Regions from separate parts of the Hordeum vulgare genome. Here region 1 is linked to region 2. A link is a contact called in public Hi-C data. All regions are on one chromosome and are shown on one strand. The core of a region is the stretch at or near the end of the contact, and the rest is flanking DNA. Distances in the headings are between cores, read along the strand shown. Region 1 holds the start of LOC123409774 (squamosa promoter-binding-like protein 15). Region 2 has its middle 120 kb from the start of LOC123409775.

Region 1 (6,016 bases), core at 3,163-5,662, 130 kb after region 2:
TGGACACTTCCACAATAACGTATCTCAGATGAAATCTCCTTTCTTGCCGGTGTTCCATCAAGAAATGTTATTTATATTCCGTCTTCATTACCACAAGAAACTATCCTTTTTGCCTTAGTTTTGGAAGTTTCATCATTATTGCCCATGTACCGATCGAAAGGAGCTCTTGGCGTTCAACTTTATCCAACCTTTTGGGTGATCCCAAAGGCACCAAGGGTCGTCATTTGTTAGGAAGGTACAATAAAATGACAAGAGCGAAGGATCTTGAAGAACCCAGGCTTCCATTGGATAAGCATGACGGTACAAAATATATTAGGACCCAACAAAAAAGAGAAAATACAAGCTAGTCCTTGCATTTTACATATATGATCTAAGGTCAGAAAGTAAAATTGCAATTCAGACATTATTAATAGGATTAGTCGAGAGCCAAAGGCACTGCCATCGGGGCTAAACCATTTAGGGTGGTGACCTCGCAGCCCCATCTCCACCAGTCTTATCACCGACGAAGGAAGAAGGAAACACTTGGTTCATGCTAGGAGCAATGGACGAAGTTGATGACGAGGCTCTAGCGGGTCGCCTTTCGACTAGAAGAAGCACGGGAGCGACGACTATGACAGACATGACTCCCAACACCACATCCACAGCCGAGGGGGCACCGATGGGCACAAAGGCATCTCTATGGACACTGTTGTTGATGCTCGTAAGTAATTGCGTTCGCATCCCAACAGGGGAGGAAGTTTGCCTCATATGCATCTCCTCCCTCCACCACGGCGGCCTGGAGAGAGTAGATGGGGGGCAAACTCACCATGTGTGGAGTTGGATAGCCAATGGGGATAATGAAGCCTTCCTATATCCGACTCCAGCCACCGGAGCGCCGAAGAGCATGTTGACCTCATCCACGACCCATAAGCTCGAGCGACAGAACCCCATCAGGTATAATGCCAAAACCATTTTAAGGCAAGTCTTAAGAAACCACTGTTATATACAAAAAGTATCCCGAGCACCTCTCCTAACCATCTTCAGCCGGCAACGACATGAGACGAGACGTGTGATCGGCTAGGGAGCCATGGGAGACTCCCAACGGAGCTGAGGAGAGATAGAAGGTAATGATAGGAACGAACCGCTTATCCAGGTTAGGGACAATCAAGTTTCTAAATATGTTCCCTCCAATTTTTTTCTAAATATATTTTTATTCTCCATAAAATCCCCATGAGTTACTCACATAATAATGGCACAACAAACATGAAAGTTATGGAGGAATCCTAGAATGAGGTTAAACCTCGCAACACATTTTTTCCGCATGTATTTATCTTTTTGAATTCCTTTTTTTCGATAATCCTAAAAATAGGAGAGATTTTCACTTCCCGACCTCTGCACCAACTAGGGATGCACACAACCATTTTAGTATTAATATCAAGATAAACATGGTCCTCATAATTTTTTAAATGAGTATCAAGATTTTTTTGATGAGTGGTTTCACCACACGTCAAACTTGATCCTTAATAATTCAGAGAAAACTCCGTGTGCATTACCTGTCAATTCTAGGAATTGAACTCGGATAGTTGGGCTGCACAACCGCATGCCCAACCACTCAGCCAAGGCTATCTTTTTGAATTCTTGCAAAATTCCTTGAAGCTTCATAGCAAACGTCAATGCATGTCCACACGTTTTCTTCTTCTTTTCTATAACATTTAGCAAGCATGTTATTATTAGTTTTTTTTCCTTGGCACCTCGCGAAGGACGCGAGGCTTGAATTCAAAAGTCCATTTGTATCCAACGTAAAACATCGGCCGTTTTTGGATACTCTAACTCGGTTGAAGGTTAATTAGAGTTAGATTCTAACCCTGGAGTAACTTTGAACTAACTCTAACCAAAGAGGATGATAGGGTTAGATTGTCAATAAAAGCATTTTTTCAATCATTTGGCTCCTTTAACTAGGATTTGGTGTGGTGGAGGTAGAGGGAAAAGTAACTTTTTCTGGGCTCCACCTAACTCTAACCCAAATAAGCACCTCTTGGATGGGTTAGATGCATCTAACCAACTCTAACCCTCCTGTTTGGATATTTTAAGGTTAGTTTGGTCCAATCTAACCAACTCTAACTCTAAGCCATGGATCCAAACAGGGCCATCATTTTCCTCATAGATTTTTGAGTACTCCCTAAAAAAAGATATGTACGTGGCTACCGAGTGCACGAGCGTCCGCTAGCGGTAGCGGGCGCACCTGAGAACAACCAACCACGTGCATTTATTAACGTTTCAAAAAATTCAAAAAATCATAATTTTTGAACCGAGCGTCAAAATGACTATCCGTTTTCTTGTTTGTGTATCATACAACGAGCTCTTCAAAACTATATCCCACATGGATATGTTTCGACGAACTTTTTTGAGCAATTTTATGTGCTAGATGAGGCAATTTTAGTGCTATAGGCAAGCAACTCCTTTCCCCCCTTGGTATGACTATCTATCAGCGAAGAATTCTTCTCAGAGCATCTTCAACAGTCCGTATGTTCAATCGTTGGTATAAGTGTCCACATCAACAACCAACAACACAACATACAAGCTCTTCAATGGAGTGTATGTTAATCGTATGTAAAATAACTAAGCGGGTCCACTAAACATTGAAGAAATAACCATGCTTGCTTCGAAGCTTGTGCGTGAACCGTTGCTTCAAGTTCATACGATTTCATTCTCTCTCTTCTTTTATTATGCGTCATGTCATCAAAATCATCTATGTGGCAATTTTACCAACGATGATCATACAACCATTGGAGATGCCCTAAGTTGGTTACCACGAGTAACAATTGACTAGATTCATCTCTAAAAGCTTTACATAATAAAACAATGATGACCAGTTGTCTATGATTGATGTTTAGTGCCTACAAAAACTGTGAAATTGCTCAATTTTGATGCTTAGTTACCTACAAAATACTATGAGATTGCTTAATTTTGATGCTCAGTTGCCTATAAATACTATGAAATTGCTCAATTTTGATGCTCAGTTGCCTATTATTGATGGTCAATTGCCTACGACTGATGTTCAGTTGCCTGCCATTAATGCTCACTTGCGTGCTATTTGTGAATAGTTGCCATAATTGCACACTAGTATCACAAAAAAGTTAGCAACTTTTAGCGTGTTTTTTGCGCAACTCGAGTGCATTTCAACAAGCAACTCATGTGTATACACACGATGCAATTCATCTAGCATCAAAGTTGCTTCTGTTTAATACTAAAGTTGCCTCATATAGCATCGAAGTTGCTTCTGAAAAAATTCTTCAAAACATATTCATATGGGATCTATTTTTAAAGAGTTCGTCGCGAGGAACCCAATGATGAAAGTATATCATAATTTCGACACGCGGTTTGATAGTTATAGTTGAATTTTTTCATACAAAAATTAATGGACATCCAACGCATGCGGAGCCGAGAATGCATATCCAACGCATAATTTAACCATTTCAATTTGATAGCTGACCACATTTGCCATGTGGTTGCTAAAGGGTGAAGTTATTTTTTAACCTTCTAGTCATGATATATAATTTTGAAGGATTTTTCGTTGATAAGCGATCATACTACGCACACTAATAAGAAGTTGCTTTTCTTTAGCACTAAAGTTGCCTAAATATCATCCCATAGTTGTTTAAAAAAATATTAAAATTTATCCATATGTGATCTAGTTTTGAAGAGCTCGTCGTAAGAAACACAACCGTAAAAACGGATAGTTGTTGTAAGGCTCGGTTCAAAAGTCATACTATTTTTTAAATAAAATAAAGTAAAGTTGAATGACTTCCTGCATAGGGTGTTCTTGTTCCAACTAAATAGTACAGCTACATTTTTTGGTATTTATAAAAATATATATTTGCGTACTCGTACTACACGTGTCAGGCCAAGTACAATGATGAAGCAGGACGTAGTACCGTCCGGGGAGGCCCGTTCGCGCAGAGGATACGAGGCAGGCCAGGCAGCCAGCCACTGCGACGTACCGGCACCAGCAGGCAAAGCGACCCGAGAGGAGCGGGCAGGGGGCAAGGGGGGACGCACCCGCACCGCGGCACGGACGCCGCGGTACGAGTACGAGTGGTGGTGCGGTTTGACAGGCCCCGCCCCCGAGAGCAGAGGGCCAGCAGCATCAGTCGTACTACCAGCGCCACTGCACCCGTGCCTATCGCCAACTCCCGCGATGCGGCCTCGCTCGCCCCCAGCCAGCCAGACCCGCCCGTACGGCCCGCGGCGTGGGACGGCGGGGCGCCACCACCCACCCCCGCGCGTTCTTTCCCTCTCGCCCCTGCCCCGCCTCCCCAATTACGCGCCCATTGCCACGCCACGCCACGCCACGCCACGCGAACCCTCCCTCGCCCGCTACACGCTACGCTAGTTGAGCAGCTAATCCCAACCCGAACCCCGTGCGCAGCTGCGCTCGCCCTCCCTCCCACCCGTCCCGTCTCTTCGCCTCGCCCCGATTCCTCCCCCCTCCCACCCACACTCGGTCTTCGTCTCCCCCGACCCCCTCCCTCACCCCTCACGCCTCTCGCCAGCGCCGCGCTCTCGCGTCCCGCCCGCCGTTTCCGCCATTTCTCCGGGCTGCTGCCCACGCCCCGCGTCCGTTTTCTCCCCGCGGGGGCGAGATGAGGTGAGGCGGTTTTCTTCCGGGACTTCGCCGAGCTTCCGTGCGCGCAAAGGTAACTGACTAACAAACCAACTGCTCCGATCGAATCCCCCGCTCCCGCTCGTCGGCGATCGTCGGTTTTGATCCGTGCCGCGGTGCTGGGCTGGCGCAGATCCGAAGGGACAGCCAGCCGGGTGTGCTAGGAAGCGCAGGACCGCGGGTGATGCAGAGGGAGGTGGGGCCGCAGGTGGCCTCCCCGCTGTACCTGCACCAGATCCAGCCGCTGCCTCCCCATGCGGCGGCGGCGGCCAGGAAGCGCGGGACCCCGTGGCCCGCCGCGGACCCGCCGGAGAACGCCGCGATGGGGGCCGGCGCCGCCGCCGGAGGGAACTGGAACCCCAGCATGTGGGACTGGGACAGCCGCGCCTTCACCGCCAGGCCGTCCTCCGACGCGCTCCGCCTCGGCGGCGGCCTGAACCACCACCAACACCACCACCAGCAGCCGCCGCCGCCGCCGCCGCCGGCGACGGCTGCCGAGGCGCAGCGGCAGGGGCGCGGAGGTGCCGGTGACCTGAGCCTTCAGCTGAACCTGCGGGAGGAGGCATCGATGGCGATGGATGTGAGCCCGACAACTACCATGTCTTCTTCGCCTTCTCCGCCTGCACGGACGTCGCAGGAGCAGGCTGCTAGGCCTAGCAAGAGGGTTCGGTCTGGATCGCCCGGAACTGCTTCTGGAGGAGGTGGCGGCGGCGGTGCCGGAGGGAGCGCAAGCGGAGGCGGGAGCTATCCCATGTGCCAGGTGGATGACTGCCGCGCGGATCTCACCAGCGCCAAGGATTATCACCGGAGGCACAAGGTGTGTGAGATCCACAGCAAGACAACCAAGGCGGTAGTTGCCAACCAGATGCAGCGCTTCTGCCAGCAGTGTAGTAGGTAATGATCGTGCCTGCAAACACCTCCTCAAAAATTTCAGTGGCATGATTCTTTGTTATGATGCCACCTTTAGGGATTTATGTCTCCTCATGATTTGAATGGTTTCTTAGTTTGTGTATTGGGCCATAGAAATGGTTTCTCTATCCAATGATGGCAGTGTTTATCTAGTTTCATACTGTATCATTTACCACGTCCGTTCCAAAATACAAGTCATTTTAGAGATTTCACTAAAGACTCCATACGGAGCAAAATGAGTGAATCTACACTCTAAAGTATGTCTATATGCATCCGTATGTAGTCTGTAGTGAAATCCCTAAAAAAAAAACACTTAATAGAGTATTTAGGAACGGAGGGAGTAGTTACTAAAAGTCCATTCTTATGGTCAATCATTTAGATTTCATCCACTCTCGGAGTTCGATGAGGGTAAGAGGAGTTGCAGGCGAAGGCTTGCCGGACACAACCGACGACGGAGGAAAACCC
Region 2 (6,710 bases), core at 550-3,049:
GGCTTGTTCTATATGAATAATTTCCAAAGAGCAGTTTTAACATGCTTTCTTTTACTACTTCTTTTTATATGAGAGGTAAGAGTATATAATAGATATAATAGATTTGGACCGTTGATCTCATCATGGGCGGAGCCATGATTTGGGTATAGGGGAGTCAAGCCAACTTAATAAAAACTACGGTGTAAAAACAATCAAATTAAATAAGGTTGAGAAGTTGTACATCACTGTCGTTAACAATTTTAGTAGGTTGCAAACTTGAAGCAAAAAACAAACAAATTAACCTCGATGGTGTTTTGCGATGCTTTTCCTATTAATAACTGCTCAATTGCAATCTTATAATTAGTTATATTATACAAGTTGAACATGTAAATTTTTTGGCATAACAAACTGCAGATAGGAACTCGTCTACGATAATTTGCATCATGATAATTTATAGGACACATAGAAGACATGAACTATTCATAACATCTTGCATCACACAACAAAACAAGCAAAATACAGTATGATTTATAATTTTGACACCGACACCAGATGAGAATTGAAAGAGATTAGAAAATTGTGATGTGTTAACCTTGACCAATTCGTTTGCTGGAGTAGTGAATTAGGTTGCATCGCTGCCGTATGAGGGGATGTTTCTTTACACAGACTCTTTGTTGTAGGGACTAAAAAAAGTCTCTTTTAGTCCCATGTGAAAGAAACAGGACGGACTTTTAGAGACTAAAAGGCGGTACTTGGGACTAAAGAAAGAAGTCCCTATGCAAGGGCCTTTTTGGTACTTCTTTGACACTTTTTCCAACAAAGCCCCTACTTTTAGCATGTAATTTAATAACTTCTAATACATTACTAGAGGTAACATGGTCTTTTTGCATGTCATTTAATAACCTGTAGTCCTAGTTTAGTCCCTGGAAAAAAACAATAGGGACTAGGGACTTTTTTGTTAGGATTAAAAAAAATAGTAAGACTTTTTAAAGAGGAGCCTGAATCAGATGGGCTCGCCGTGCAGGGAGAGCATAGGCGGGAGGGAGCCAAGGGCATGGGACAGCGGCATCGCGCCTAATCACAAGTACCCAACTTCCATGAGATTAGGGCGGAGGCTAATTTGCCAATCCAACTTCGCTCGAGTGTTTGTGATATAAGATGAACAATATGTAAATAGATATTGTGATATACGCCTAACAAAATATTTAAATACAAATAAAACGTTTTTATGATATATGCTCAAGAAAGAATTTAAATACATATTGAACTTTTTGTGATATAAGCTGAACATTTTTAAAATACACAATGGACATTTAAAAATTATGGTGAACATTTTTGTAATATAGGGTAACAATCTGCACTACTTAAATAAAATCTCACTAAAAAAGAAGAGAAGAATATAGTAGTCGCCATGGCTGGTGAGTCAGGATGGCGGGAAGATCGGGGTTGGCTTGTGCTACGTGTGGGTGATCTTGCATTATTACTTTGTTATAAAAAAAATGCGAGGGTTTGCTATTTTTAATCTGGTATATTACTCCGCATTTGATTTTGATTTTTATTTTTGCAAAGAAGCGATGTGATTAACTTAAATGGCATGAATGCTGCAAACGATATACTTTAGAACCTGGGCACATGGAACCGTACCGTAGGAAACATGCGTGATATAAAAAATTATACAGGTACGGACCACGTCCGATCTCGTACTTTTCTAATTCTCGGTCTCCGAGAGCTTCCATGATTGCTGTATAATAATACCAAAATGATAGTAACCCTGTCGTAGCACCAGTACGTGAGGCAGTACTACTAGTAGTCTCTTCTCCTCGTCTCGTTCTAGGGAAAGGAAAAGGCTACACGCACCACAACAATGCACACAGTAAGAAACCCTCCTCTCTAGTCTTGAAATCAAATCAAATTAGTAGCAAGTCCTTTTCGAGCACGTCTGACTGTCCGAGCTTAGAAAACTTGTCCACCCCGTCGCGATCAAAATCCATCACATCCCGAGCAAGATGCCATCCACCTACAATTTACAAAAGGAGCCCGTCCTTGCCCTGAAAAAGAAAGGCGAGTGAACTGTCGTAGGCGTACTTATATATTCACACGAATTTTCTAGGCGAGCGAGCGTGCATCGGCAGTCGACGACTCGTCACATGGACCGGCGTTCCACCGTCGAGCAGAGCTATGCCGTCCCTCGACGGTAGTGGTACGTGCATGGCTCACACGACACATTCTCTGACCGTCTGCATGTGGTAAGATCATCGTGCAGGAGAATACGCAGATTTCGTGTACGCGAGAAAGGGAAACGGAGCAGAAGAGGTGGTCACGGCCCCGTCACATATCTTATCACGAGCAAGGACGGACGGAAGGAAGGACGCTAGTTAGCCAGGGCCATAGTCGCGGGGACACGCGTGCCGTCCGGCCGGGGCAAGCGTACGAGCGCGCGGCCGTGCGGCGACACGGCGCGTGCGGAGGCGGAAAAGAGAAAGGCGTTAGGCGAACGCGGGAAGGAAGGGGAGGAGTCTCGCGCGCGCGCACACGAGAAAAGAAAAGGAAGGGAAGGGTGGGGTGGTACACGACACGAGTACCGGCGGGGTGGCGGTGGTGGTGCCGCCATCGGGAAGCCGGGCGGGGAAAGGAATCCGAAAGAACAAATAATTGAGGCGAGGAGCAGGCACCCGCAGGCGGGACCCGCGGTCGTCCTCGCACGGTCGCACCCTACCCCCACTTCTGCCCCTCGCCCGGTCCTGCCCTTGCGAGCTCCGACCCAAACCCAGTCACACTATTTTGTTGAACATATCGTTCGCTTGAACATTCTCGGTACAGATTTCGTATATAGTTTCTCCGTTCTATTTACTCTGCACATGAGGTTTGTCTAATGTATGTTGAATATATGAATAAATTATTATCAGATTTAATACAAACAAGCATTAAATAAATAAAGACAATAGACATATAGATTAGACTAATCATGAAGACAAGCATAGTAGACGAACGCATGAAGTCTATAGCACACACTAGAAACAAGAATTCTAGGACGAACTCAAGCTCAGGGGACAAAATTGCATACGGTGCAAATGAAGTCAAACCGTCAATGTTAATGTTGTCGCCCATGTCGTTGAGGAAGAGGTTGCCCAGATCGAGAAAAGAAGTCGTCGCTGCGAGCAGTCGCGCGAGTGAGCTCCCCAAAAACCCGATCGCCCCTCTCCCGTACAGGATCACGAGAGGCGGGGTTCCGAAGGCGTGTTGTCCCTTCACACGGTGCACGCCGTAAGGAGGGATGGAGAAGACTCATGGCGGCGCAATAATCTCAAACGGTGCAAAATCATATGTTGTGACGACAGCAAGGGTTGGCAGGGACCTCGCGTATATATATGCACGTTAGGGTGGAGAGACGTGGACTGGACCCACGTTCGAGTCGGTTACAACCCACGATCCGACGTCTCAGATCATGACATGTGTGTTACGGACTCGCTGTTCGCGACCGGAAAAAATAAGCGCGTAGGTATGAGCTCGGCTCGGCTCAATCCCGCAACCCGCGGCGCATCGTGACGAGGCGCGGCATGGCGAGGTGAGCGATAAGGAGGCGAGCGAGGAGGAGAAGTGTGCGAGGGTCTCTTCTCTTCTCATTCTCTTACACGTGCTAGAAGAGACCACCTTATAAGATGGTGTAACTCTCGCAACCAGCGCTATGAGACTAAACATTAGTCCCACTCACACCACAAACACAGCCAAGTCACATGCGTCATGAGAATTTCAGATTTTAGTTGGGCTTTGGGTCAAAGCCCTACTAGCAAAAATCCAACAATCCACCACAAAGTCTCATTGGCACATCTCGTCTCTTAGTTTTAAAACATTGTTTATATATCGGTTCTTGATGGAGAGTGTTAAGTTAAACTTCCATTTAAAATTTTATGCTACACTAGATCACAACTTGAATAGTGGACTATGCTTTGAACTACAAGCTTTTCTATGAGACTAGTTTCACAAAAATCCTTGACCGATACTCGGCTGTCGTGAGGCTTCCCCGCGGGTGGAGCGTATCCGTCATACTCCATGGCCTTTCATGAATTTATTAGAGAACACCCTATTCTCATAGACTGCGATGATCAACACTCAAATTCATATAGGTGTGTTCCTCGGGAGATGTTGTGCGGGACAACATATGTGCTTGCCCAAATAAGCCACTTGGAACACATTAAAAAAGTGTCGACCTGTCATGCAGATTATAAGAGTATTGCATCTTCACGGAGTGGGATAACAAATATATGGATACTCTCCTTCTAGCTGCCCAACAGCTTGTCTCCCACTTCTACTTCACGGGATCTCCGATCACATAGAGTGGGCTATGATGACCCACAAGTATAGGGGATCAATCATAGTCCTTTCAATAAGTAAGAGTGTCGAACCCAACAAGGAGCAGAAGGAAATCACAAGCGCATTTCAACATGGTATTCTCTGTAAGTGTTGTAAGTAATAGTGATAGATAATTTTGTAGCAAGATAATTCATAACAAGTGAGAAGTAACAACAATAGAAAACATGCAACAAGGTAGCCCAATCCTTTTTGTAGCAACGGACAAACCTCAAAGTACTCTTATATTAAGCAAACGCTCGTCGGGACAAATGGGAATTTCTATCGAGTCATATTCATCATGTTGAGTTGATTCGCGTTCGCTACTTTGATAATTTGATATGTGGGTGAACCGGTCCTAAGGCACTATTCTTACTTGAACAAACAACCAACTTACGATTACCATCTCTCGTAAGCATCCGCAACTGCGAAAGAACAATTAAGATAAATCTAACCATATCATTAAACATGTGGATCCAAATCAGCCCCTCATGAAGCAACGCATAAAATGGAGTTTAAGCTTGTGCCGTTCTCGCAACCCATCATCTACTTGTTACTCCACAATGACTTCACTTAGGCCCATAACATGGTCAAGTGTCATGTAGTCGATGTTCACATGACACCACTAAGAGAAATAACAACATACATATCACCAAAATATCGAGCAAATGCCAACTTTACACGATTACTTATAATAAGACTTCTCCCATGTCCTTAGGAACAATAGTAACTACTCACACATCATCAACATGTTCAAGATCAAAGGTATAATAATAATGATTAAGGATCTAAACATAATATTTTCCACCAAGTAATCTAAAAAGCATCAACTACAAGATGTAATCAACACAACTAGTAACTCACAGGTACCAATCTGAGATTTTGTGACAAAGATTGAATACAACAGATAAACTAGGGTTGGAGATGAGATGGTGCTCATGAAGATGTTGATGAAGATTGGTCCTCCCATGAAGGAGGAAGCATTGGTGATGACGATCGCTTTGATTTCCCCTCCTGGAGGTGAATTCTCGTGGCAGAATCTCTCTGTTGGAGAGCAAAAGGGCCTCTGCCCAGGTTTCCGCCTCGAGACGGCGGCGCTTCATCCCGAAAGGTTGCTTATGAATTTTCTAGGTCAAAACACACCATATAGGACAAGAGGGGTGCCAGAGGGCCTGCAGGGGTCCCACAATCCATCAGGATGCATCCAGGGGGTAGCCGCGCCCTGTTGGCTTATGGCCAGCAGGTGGCCCCCCTATGGTATAGTTTTGGCCCAATAATTCTTAAATATTTCCATAAACAATCTCCGTGAAGTTTCAGGTCATTTGGAGACTGGTGATTTTTCTGCCTTTTTCTGAGTTTCCCGGTCCAGAATTCGAGTTTCCAGATATTTCCCTCTTTGTGATGTACCTTACATAATCAAAGAGAAAGGGCATAAAAATTGTATGATAATAGGGAATAATGGACAAAAATAACACAAATAATCAATAAGGAATCATGATGCAAAATGGACGTATCAGGTTACCACTATAGACAGCTCACACGGTGGGTCTCAAACCCATCTCCATTGATGCATTTTCTATCACATTACGTGATAAAACCTCTTTGAAGGGATCTACCAAGTTTTTAGACGTTTGATATAATCAAACGCAATAACTCCGGAGTTCTTCATTTTTTGACAGATTTCAATCTCATCTTCACATGGCTTGAGGACTTCATATTATCGTACAAACCTTAATTTTCCCTTGGAATAAAAGATAATACATATTTAAGAGCATTTTTTATTGCGTGATGCATCGATGAAAACTTACTTGAAGGATCTTATTCAATCCATATGTATTTATGGTGCACTCTCATGGCAAGAAGTTGGGTTTCAGGGTTATGGACGCATAAGTAGTATCTACTTAGTGCGAGGTTTTGTTCTAGAAAAGGATCTAGAGCAAGCACCATGTGTTAAAGGATCAATGACCACATAACTTCTATGTGGATACAAATTACCATGATCATTACATTGTCTTCCATGTCCTACATCAACACTTGACCATTATATAATATTTAGTGAGGGCTCACAATCATGAAAGATGTCCAAGATAATGTATTTATCTAAGAATCTCCTCTCCACTATCATAATCTTGCTTAGATTGTAACAACGACTAATACTATGTTTGTTTATTCTCGAAACTTCTATCACTTATACCCTTTTCTATGTGAAGTAATTACTCCTCATGAGATAAGCATATGATATTTTTATTTCTTTTATTGCCATGCTATGATGATGGGTGCACACAAGTAAAGCACACAAACTCAACTAATCTTTACTATATAACTCTCATACTCGATTACAAGGATAGGTAGAACTCAATGAAAAAAATCTAAGCAAAGCAAAT

What was found. A called contact is a pair of places that touch in the nucleus more often than the background predicts.
Region 1: a Hi-C map of seedling shows a contact between it and region 2, with 3 times the contacts expected there. The contact joins the promoter of LOC123409774 here to the enhancer-like site in region 2. A contact is called at or near these places in 1 of 6 Hi-C or Micro-C datasets (seedling) and 1 of 1 datasets of contacts at active chromatin or transcription factors (embryo).

Annotation. Positions count from the first base shown.
Region 1 is chr7H:183,005,616-183,011,631 of MorexV3_pseudomolecules_assembly, forward strand. LOC123409774 (squamosa promoter-binding-like protein 15) reads left to right here and starts at 4,413. Exons shown (of 11, transcript XM_045102643.1): 1 at 4,413-4,676; 2 at 4,776-5,536; 3 at 5,931-6,016. The coding sequence starts at 4,827. It overlaps LOC123409775, which reads left to right and starts at 411. Exons shown (of 2, transcript XM_045102645.1): 1 at 411-1,103; 2 at 3,883-4,372. The coding sequence starts at 3,893. The coding sequence ends at 4,372.
Region 2 is chr7H:182,877,797-182,884,506 of MorexV3_pseudomolecules_assembly, forward strand. No RefSeq gene overlaps it. Among protein-coding and RNA genes, the nearest start is that of LOC123409775, 120 kb to the right of the region's middle. Within about 2 kb of position 1,800, at least 3 of the 3 cell types and tissues checked have open chromatin away from gene starts, as enhancers often do. A contact at or near this core is called in seedling, where this site is marked.